Regions from separate parts of the Capsicum annuum genome. Here region 1 is linked to region 2. The links are chromatin contacts, called in public Hi-C maps. All regions are on one chromosome and are shown on one strand. The core of a region is the stretch at or near the end of the contact, and the rest is flanking DNA. Distances in the headings are between cores, read along the strand shown. Region 1 holds the start of LOC107877897. Region 2 holds the start of LOC107854765 (ubiquinone biosynthesis protein COQ9-B, mitochondrial).

Region 1 (4,790 bases), core at 684-3,183, 840 kb before region 2:
CTTTTATTTTTAATTTGAAAATGGCCCTACAAATAAAATCAACACGATGGGAGCGCATCAGCTCGCATTATAGGGTTATGCGCCCACATTTGTTAAATAGCTTCGCATCAGTTTACTCGCAGTGGGAGAGCCTCACATCACCGCATAATGAGATGATGCACTCGCATTACAAAACACTGTTACGACGATATTGCAGTGATAATATTCGATAATTGCTATTGATCATTTTCAAACGGGGTGTATATTTGCAGCTTGTAAACAGTTCTATAACAAAATACAATTCTGATTAAACTCCAACGATTGGTCATATCAATCCTCAATGAACAAAGTAGGACCTCCATCTGAAATGAAGTAAAGCATTAAAGACTCAAGTTCTAGCTACTTTAGCCGCAAATTACATATTTCAAGGATGTTGACAATTGAATTGTATGACCATCTCATTAACAGCTTTATTGGTCTAGTGAATATATCTTCTATTTACTTACGTATGTTTCAACAAACCCCGTCAGGTCTGGGCATGATTATTTTTCATAAGCGAGAGGTGGAAGTCTTTTCCGTCATTGGTGGAGGTGAGACTAGAACCTAGGATCTCTAAGGACCATATTTCATTTTATGACCGTCTGATCTAACAGCCTTACATTGTTAGAGAGGATACACTTTTATTTACTTAATTATACTGTCAATATTGATAAATAAACAAAATTCTTTAACAAGAAACAAAGTCCCCGGCTGAAAAAAAAGTAAAAATAATCGGGAAATCTTAGAAGCTCAGATGTTCACCTTGTTAGTTAGTGAGGTGCCATAAACTATAATTCCCTTCACATTTCTCTTTTAACAAAAAATGAGTGAAATTTACCTTGAATTGTTGATTCTTGGTAAGGAAGAGCGAGGAGCTGTTGATCGAAAAGCCTGACCACCAACTCGCCCACCAGTCTTAGCAGCTGATGCTGGATCCACTGACCCCAGTGTCAAAACTCCAGCTGCCACTGCAACTAATGCTAACTCGGCAAATTTATTTTCACTTTTCCTGCAAAGAGTCAATAACTCCATCAAGAACCCATAAATTAAAGACAAAAATGAAACTTTTTCCCCATTATCTTTAAAGTTTACCACAAAGAGTCTTGTGGGTCATCTGGGCTGTGCTTAGACAAGATTTTAGTGCTATGTACCCGAACGAAGGTATTATTTTTTCTGGGTTTGTATGTTAGAGAAAGAGGAGCAATTAGGAAACTTTGCTGTAGAAAAGCTACAGACATCTTTTTTGCACTTCAAGTTAGTCGAAAATATGGATGCTCCCGAGTTCAGAAATGGTGTTGTGCGCTTTGTTACCGAGTCAATACTCTGCTGATATTTACCAAAGGTTCATCCAGTTGATGACTGTCAAGTTTCCACGTGGGGATGCAGTAGTGGTGCATGTTAGTCAAGAATATCACCAGATGATCTTTTCCATATGATGGGCACATCCCAACATGAGAAAACTGATTATAGGTTGATAAATAAGTTTTGAAATTAAAATTGATAATAAATTTGATCTTTCTGAATCAATTTTTTTTAATTAGTGATTAAGTTAAATTAGAATGTGATGTAATGTAATTTTTAAAATTTTCAAATATTGAAAATATAGAAAAATAATTCAACCCCCAAAATATATTCTTACTTTACTGATTTCATTTCATTTAACCTTTTCTTCTCCTATGCTTCTCTCTTCTCTCTAAAAAAAAAATGGTATCCTCAGCTTCAACTCTCATCTTCTCCACTTCAACTTCGTCACTGAAGTTGTTGTCATCTCCATCTCCAAGTTAAGTTTTTGATCTTTAAAGGTAAAACTTTTTTCATTTATCTCACAGACAAAGTTTCACCCATTTTCAACAAAAATTTATTGATTTTGAATTTTTTTAACTCTCATTGTTAGGATTTTTCCCATTTCGAGAAAGAATCTGTTGATTTTGAGAATATGTGTTTAGATTTATGGGGAGTTTTGTAGTGTTCTATTTGAATTTATTTTTTATGGGTATCTTTGAATTGAATAGTAAATGCACTTATTAAAAAGGAAAAACTTTGATTGACTTGAATTTATACAAAGTTATATATATATATATATCTATCTATATATATATATATATATGTATATATACCTCAGCAGAAAAATACTAGTCGTACCCTACTCGGCCTGAGCAGCAACTAGTTGGGAAATAGCATGCATAGACTGACGAAACTCCACATTCGTTATATTTCTCTAAGGGACTTGAGGAGCAGTAGGAGGAATAGAAGGAACTTCAGTACAATAAGGAACAGGACCATGAGATCAAAGATATACTCCAAACGTAGGAGGTACTCCTTCAACATTATCCCCAGATGGGACAAAAGAATTTTCTTGTGTTCAAGATCTAGGAGGCATGATATGAAAGATGAATAAAAAAGAATTAGAGAAAATTCTAGGACTGAGAAGTCTCTTGAAGAAAGAATACCAAGAAAGTGAAACATTCCTCAATGTCTTCCAGCCTCCCCCTTATGAGTGTGGCGTGCTACACACCCTTAAAAGAGACTCTACACAACACGGCTTTATAGACTCCCAATTGACCATGAACCTAGGTTCTGATACCAACTTGACATACCTGACAAAATCCAAGCTCACAAGCAAGTGTACGTGGTCTTATCAAGTAGTAAAATGGCCTTACAGAAGCAAAGTATCGATTCCACAGAGACTTGATTTAGCAACGATTCGATTTCAATTAACAATTTAGATTAATTCGATGCAACAGTAATAAAAAGAGTTTGGATTTGTAAATTGTAGAAAATTAAACAATGCGGAAAGTAAATATCTTGAAACAATCAATAGGAGAAAACCCAGGGTTAAAGCTCTTTGAACAATCATACTATGCTACTGAACTTTATTTGTTAATTTAATTATCTTAGTTGTTGATTCATAGGGTTAATTGCATGATTATGGTTTTCCAACCTCTAATCCATTACCTAAGTTGAACCTTACAACTACATCATTGAGCGGGGATGTAATAGTCCACTTAAGTTCTTTAAGCTATCATCATACGTGTGAATAAAGTAAGACATCTAAGTACATTCCTGTTCTAGATACTAATTTGAATTCCTTATTTCATAAAGAAATACAAACCATACTTTGTTTATTCCTATATTCTATCTCCCTATTCCCTTTCCCGAGTTCACAAGGTTGACACTAGATGTATTCTAAGGGTCGTGAATCCTTAGAATAGTTATAACAAGAATAAACAAACAATAAATAATGATAAGCAAATCAAACAAACTTAATTCAAAACAATAATATTCATGTTCTTGGCTTCAACCCCAAAAAAGGGCATTTAGGCATGCATAGTCATTATCTTAATCACAAAATTGCAATTAACGACTAAAAACATGTATGAACTAAATTAAAATAATAAAAACCTAAATATGAAGTTGTAGCAGCCCCTTGATCTCCAAAATATGCTAAAAGATATCTAAAAACGTGATACAACATGTATTTATAGTATAGGAGTAAGCCCAGTCTATGTTGGAATTGAAAACGTTCAGTTATTGAGCTCAGGACTGGAGCGGGTGTTGCCCTGGGTTGAGCCCCGCTCCAGGTGAGGCATCACCCAGGCTAGAGCTCCGCTCCAGGAAAGGCTGTGCCCTGTCCATATCCTGGCTCCAAGTGGGGTGTCACCTCTATATCGCCTTTAGCCTTTGAAAGTTGCTCTCGTAATTTTGGTTAAGTGTTGGTCCTTCAAACTTTCATCCCTTGACTTGGGGTGTATTTCCAATATATTTCAAGCCTTTTAAACATCAAAATATCATCATATTCATCTCCTAAATAATCCTACACAATCTAAACACATGAATTAGGAGACAAACACAACACACTACTCATAACGATGAATCAAAACAAGAGCTAAGCCTTGTTAGTTCATGTTAATCTTCAACTTATTGTTCCAGCAGTACACTTAATAAAATTGAAATTTTCTCACTACCAACAAGTTATTCCACTCATAATTACACATTAAAACCATTTAGAACACATTAAACACAGTAGAATCCAACAAAATCAACTAGACAAGCACCTAGCTTAAGCTAGTAAAACTAGTTTTCTCGAATGAACTCTAAATGACTCTCTGAAGTATAAACTTGTTTGGAAGTCACTTTGAATATCATAAACACATGATTTAACACTTATATCCACATTCCTCTTATTATCAACCCATACAGCATATGAATCATCCTCAAAACAAGCCTAAAAAGACTAGAATAGTGACGTTAGAATGCATAAATACACCCAACATCACCACCCCACACTTAAAGCCTTATTCATCCTCAAACAACTCTTCACTATAAACATCATGAGATGGAGACTCTATACTTCTACTATATGCAAGACACTCAAACTAGTATTACAATAACTACACAGAATGCAAGTTTCTACACTAAACATGTTACAAACACGATTGAAAGCTCACACTACTCCTCAACATCCTAGCCTTAAGAATTGACTCACCTAGTTGGCATACTTATGCTTATAATTCAATCAAGGGCTTTATACAAATCACCCACATTCATCAAACATGTGCCCCTCATAACAAGAGAGTTACCCATAATCACTCACAATTATGTCATTTATCATAATGGGTACAAAAACCAAATTACACTTCTCTCACAAAAAATTCACAAGTTACACACAATGAACCATAGGATTTCCCTTAGTGTAGTGCTCCACTAATATTAGCATGTCAATTATAGGATCAAATAGGTCTTTTTCAGGTTGTAATATAGGCTAAGGGATG
Region 2 (5,013 bases), core at 1,955-4,454:
AGGTTGTTTGGAAACTGTTTTAGTTGGGCAATAATATCGGGATGTATAGCAAAGCCGTGGAGGGTGGAGGTCCCGGGAGGACCAAAACTGAAAACTCGTATTTGCCGATGTGAGGTTGTTCTTGGTGACCGTATGCATGATGTCACACTTTACTTAGGGGATGTACTAGCCATCCCAGGTTTTCTTCCATGGTCATGCGGCTATACGCATTGAGGCCCTTTCAATAGGTAGAGCTGAACCCATATAGCCCGTGGGTGGTTTAGGATGACAAAGCTACACAACCTAGGTAAAGGTTTTAAAAGGCATGCTAAATCCGATTTCCTTTTCCGGTATAGTTATATATATTACTATATAGAAGAGTGAGTTGGAGGACAACCAAGGGTAAAATTGTCATTTCATAAATATTATAGAATATTTGTTTCTATTATATAGTCTTAAAAGTTGGTCATAAATTTTAAAATGACAAAATAGACATCTTTCCCAAAATGCCAAGTGTGTTCTAATGATGTGACATTTAATGTGGGCCCCATATTTTTTCTAGCATAATTTTTCAAAAAATATATTTTGTATATTAATAATTAAACTATTTTGATGAGATATTATCTAAATTTCAATTCTTTTTTATGATTTTAAATTTTCACTTTTATTTTATTAGAATAGAAATATTTAGAAAAAAATATAACTATGTTATCGTATACTTAGAAAACTTTCATAAAAGAATATGAAATTTAATTCTAAACAAAAACGTATAAAATATTTATATGATTTGAGATCAAGTTTGTGCACAAATTAGATCAACTTGATTTTTTGAAATGATTCGAATCAATTTAGATAATATTATTTAGATGATTAAAAATTTAACTTGATTTACAAATTCAATTCTAGAATACTATGGTACAACTATTTATATATACTTGAATGTGTTTACAATCCGAACAAACTTGAAAAATTGAAATATATATTACGTGATGATAATAATATTTTCATTATCAATTATACATCCTATGTCTTAGTTCAATTAATATATTTTTTTTAATTAGTTTTAAAAAGGAATTGACATTTTTTATTTGGTTAGTATTCTATAACATTATTAATATTTTAATCATGTTAAATTTCATTTATTTGTCAAAGAGTCCACAAAGGTATACTCTTCTATTTAAGGTTTATTTATTTTAAAGATAATTTGAAACATTGCGAAGTTTTTTTCATATATCATAAATTCGATGTCAAATCAAAATGTTATAAATTGAAATAAAGGAAGACGTAGTTTATAGGAGGATATGCTAATACTCAAATATGTTCCATAAAAGATAAAAATGTGAAATTAATTTTAGCCACACATTTAATTGCATAAAGTAACTATACTATATTATAGTAAGATAATAAAAGAAATACTCATAATTATTGAATAGGTGTTTATCTATCAAACATAATAAGCAATTCCTCCATAATTTCAAAACATCAAATGATACATATCATTACAAAGATTTGCACTACATATAATTTATAAAAACATAATTATTTACTCAGCACCTATTAACTATCTCATGTTAAATTACTACAATATATATCATGATAACTTTTATTAATTCCTTTGATTCTCTTTATTTGAGGTAGTAATTTCCTCATCAGGTAGACAAATCACTTAAAAAGTAATTTCTTACTTACTCTATTAGATTGGTCTCTTATTTTTAACGTATATAAGACATGACATAAAGGCAACCTTTAACACTATGATTCATTAAAATGTTCATCTGGTAGATTCTTATTTTTGTTTATTAAACACCCAAAAAACGAATCTAAATATAGTAAAAATCAATGTATGTATGAATTAATATCCTTTATTGCTTTGTATCATTCTTTATAAAATGTTAATAAATAGATATTTATAATCTTAATCTATTCTCTTGTATAATTTTTAAATAAAGTAAAACAGAAAAACATTAGAATTAGTTGTTTAATCTAAAAAAAATATTTGTTGAGCTGATGTTAAAATAAGAATTAGAATATATGATATTTTAATGTTAATTATGAAACCTTAAATAAGTTATAAGATATTATTAAATTTTGTAAAAATAAGAGTTATATTTTATTATATATTGTGATTTCTACTTTCATTTTCTATTGTGGTTCATTCAAAAATATTAATGATCATTTTTTTGGAAAACTAATTAAATAGCTATAAGTATATCTAAAATTGTAATATTAGGCCCGTAAATGGGCCTTTCATTATCTAGTATATATATATGTATGGTTGTATGCATTGTGCATGTTTTTACTGGATTTTATAAATGACATTATTCTATCCTTATCCTGAGTGCATGCTAGCGTTCACCCGCTAATCTGTCTACTGGCGATTGTATACCTACGCTATGCAGGAATCGATCATTCTATTCCTCTTGCTTGGTGATCGAATTCTGGTGCAGTCGAGGTTGAATTGAATTGGTGAGTTTTCATAGTTCGGAAGACATCTATTTCATGTCATGGTTTATTTTACATATTTCTTGTCTTGCATACACTGTGGTTTTATATTATGGTCAGGGGCATGTCCCGACTAGGTACTCTTTGGTTAGTCTAGAAGCTTTGTATGGACAACTGTGGACTTGGGTATGATATGTGGACTGTTTTGTTATATAATTTCATATATTTGCTTATTATTATGGTAGTGGTTTATGGTTTCCGCATTGGTTTGGTTGGTCATTAGGTGGTTGGACTTTATTCGGTTGGTCTTGGATATAGACTTATCCCAAAGTCACCACATGGTTGGATACTCTATCTCGTTATATGTTCGGACTTCAGCCGACTCAAGGTATGCGTTTGGTTGTCGGGTTGGGTAATGGGGGCAGTTATCGGTCCAGGTTGAGCTTGGGATTACCCATTACGACAAAGTTCTGGTTCAGGTCGTATCAAATAAGCAATACTTGTGCTGCTTGAGGTATCTGTATCATCAACATGCATGTAGCATCGACATGTTTGCTTGGTATTTTATGAGGAAATGATATAGATGTACAACATTTCAAAACTAGTCATGACAAAGGAAAGTTCGCTATTTTAATCTTCAAACTCAAAATAAAAATCCGAAATAATTGAATCGAATTTATAGAAATCGAATCAAATTAAATTTATTTTAATTTGGTTACAATTATCATTTTTATCAATCCAAAAATCAAATCGATATTAAATAACCAAATCGAACACACCAAATGTCCACCCTTAATCATAAGTTAGAGCTTTTAACTAAAAATGCTAACAATAAAAGCAGAAGCTATAAGATAGAATTTGTGGCTAAGCCACAAGTCAATCCAAAGAAGCACTTTCTCCGGTCTCCATTGAGCTCCAAAATAGCTGCGAGCAAATCGTAGTCCTTTGACAATGTATCGATCGGCAGCCAAGCGGTTACTTCCGGCGTTTTACCGCCGGCACCAGAATGCCATATCACATGTTCGAATCCTAGCAGCAAACCGTCACACTCGATTTATGACTTCATCTGCCACCGGAAATATTCCTGATCACAACCCTATTCCTCCGCCTATCTCGAATCCGGCCGACTGTACGGCATCATCATCTTGGAAGGAAGAAGAAAGGACACACTATACGGAAACTGATGAAAAATTTAGCTCGAGAACAAAGCTGTCTAAAGCGCATTACAAGGACGAAGAGGCTCGTGTACTCAGTGCCTCTCTTCCTCATGTGGTTCGTTACATGTTACTTTTTTTTTCCCACATTTTTTTTGTTCCTGTGCAGGTATGAATTTTGGGATTATATGTGTATATTTATGTGATTAATGTGTTGTTGTCTTGTGTGTTTTTGATTTAATTTGTTTTTGGGGATAATGTTGTTGGCTTGGTGAAATTGGCTGCATAAATTGATTACTTGACCTTAGAATTTGTTAAACATGCTAGTGTATTTTATCCCCTAAGAAATGGGGTTTGGACCGTTATGCCTTGTGATTCTGCTGCCAAATCTATTTGGCGTAGAATTAATTTCTGCCCAGTACATTCAGTAACCCAATTGAGGATCTATCAGAAACAACCTCTCTACCTCTGAGGTAGAGGTGAGGTCTGCGCGCACTCTACCTTCCTCAGACCCGACTTAGCGGCACGACACTGGATATTATGTTGTTGTAGATTCAGTAATCTAATTGGAAAAGACAAAAAGGTTAAAAAAAGAAAAAAATACCTCGTTTAAGACGTTAATAGAGCTTTCCTTGATGAAAGGAATATCATGCCTTGTGATAGAAGGTTCTCCTTATATACATACACCCCAAAAAAGTTATACATGATATGCGTTTGGTATGGAGATATTAAACTCCAACTGGCCCTTACCACGCTGGTGACTTTCCCTAAAAGTAACAAGAGGAGTATTAGGGTGTTCACCGGTTATGGAGCTAACCTTATTATTAGAGAAAGGAGAAAGGGAAGATGCTTTCGTAAGGTATTTTATAGAAAAGATGTTTTTACTCTAAGAAATCTTTTTCTTGATGGCTTTCCTCTGTTTGATTGGGTTTAAAGGCCGGTGACTACAAAGTGTATGTAAGTATTAGAATATTGCTTTAGTGGTATTTTGAGTTTTAAAGGTTGACAACAGAGGCTACGTGTTGATTGAAGCAAGTGCGGTGGAGTAAAGAAGAGTACTTGTAAAGGGAATCGACTTCTCGATAAGTGAAGGAAGTCCTTTCTCCTTTTTAGTGGAAGTATTTTCATTGGAGATTACAATTTTTCGCAGTTTTAGGGCAACCAAACACTGAAATGATTTCATCAAGGAAAATTCTTTTCAAAAAACGTATTCTGACATACAAACATATCCTGTATCCCTTTGTATATATCAGGCCTGAAATTGGTGCTGGGTAACTTGTTTGCAGATTCGGTTTGGATGGACTGAAACAGCCATGATTGCAAGTGCAAGGGATGTTGGAGTGTCGCCTTCCATTGTTGGATCATTTCCTCGGAAAGAAGCTGCTCTAGTGGAGGTAAATGATGGTTCACCTACATCTTACTCATAGTTCTTGATTCT

Evidence for each region. Hi-C and Micro-C count contacts between places; a contact is called where the count stands out from the background.
Region 1: a Hi-C map of leaf shows a contact between it and region 2, with 3 times the contacts expected there. The contact joins the promoter of LOC107877897 here to the promoter of LOC107854765 in region 2. A contact is called at or near these places in 2 of 5 Hi-C or Micro-C datasets (leaf and placenta).

What each region holds. Positions count from the first base shown.
Region 1 is chr7:113,832,962-113,837,751 of UCD10Xv1.1, reverse strand. LOC107877897 reads right to left here and starts at 1,933. Exons shown (of 3, transcript XM_016724691.2): 1 at 1,111-1,933; 2 at 857-1,027. The coding sequence starts at 1,256.
Region 2 is chr7:112,989,414-112,994,426 of UCD10Xv1.1, reverse strand. It overlaps LOC107854765 (ubiquinone biosynthesis protein COQ9-B, mitochondrial), which reads left to right and starts at 3,204. Exons shown (of 6, transcript XM_047393658.1): 1 at 3,204-3,693; 2 at 4,862-4,969. The coding sequence starts at 3,373.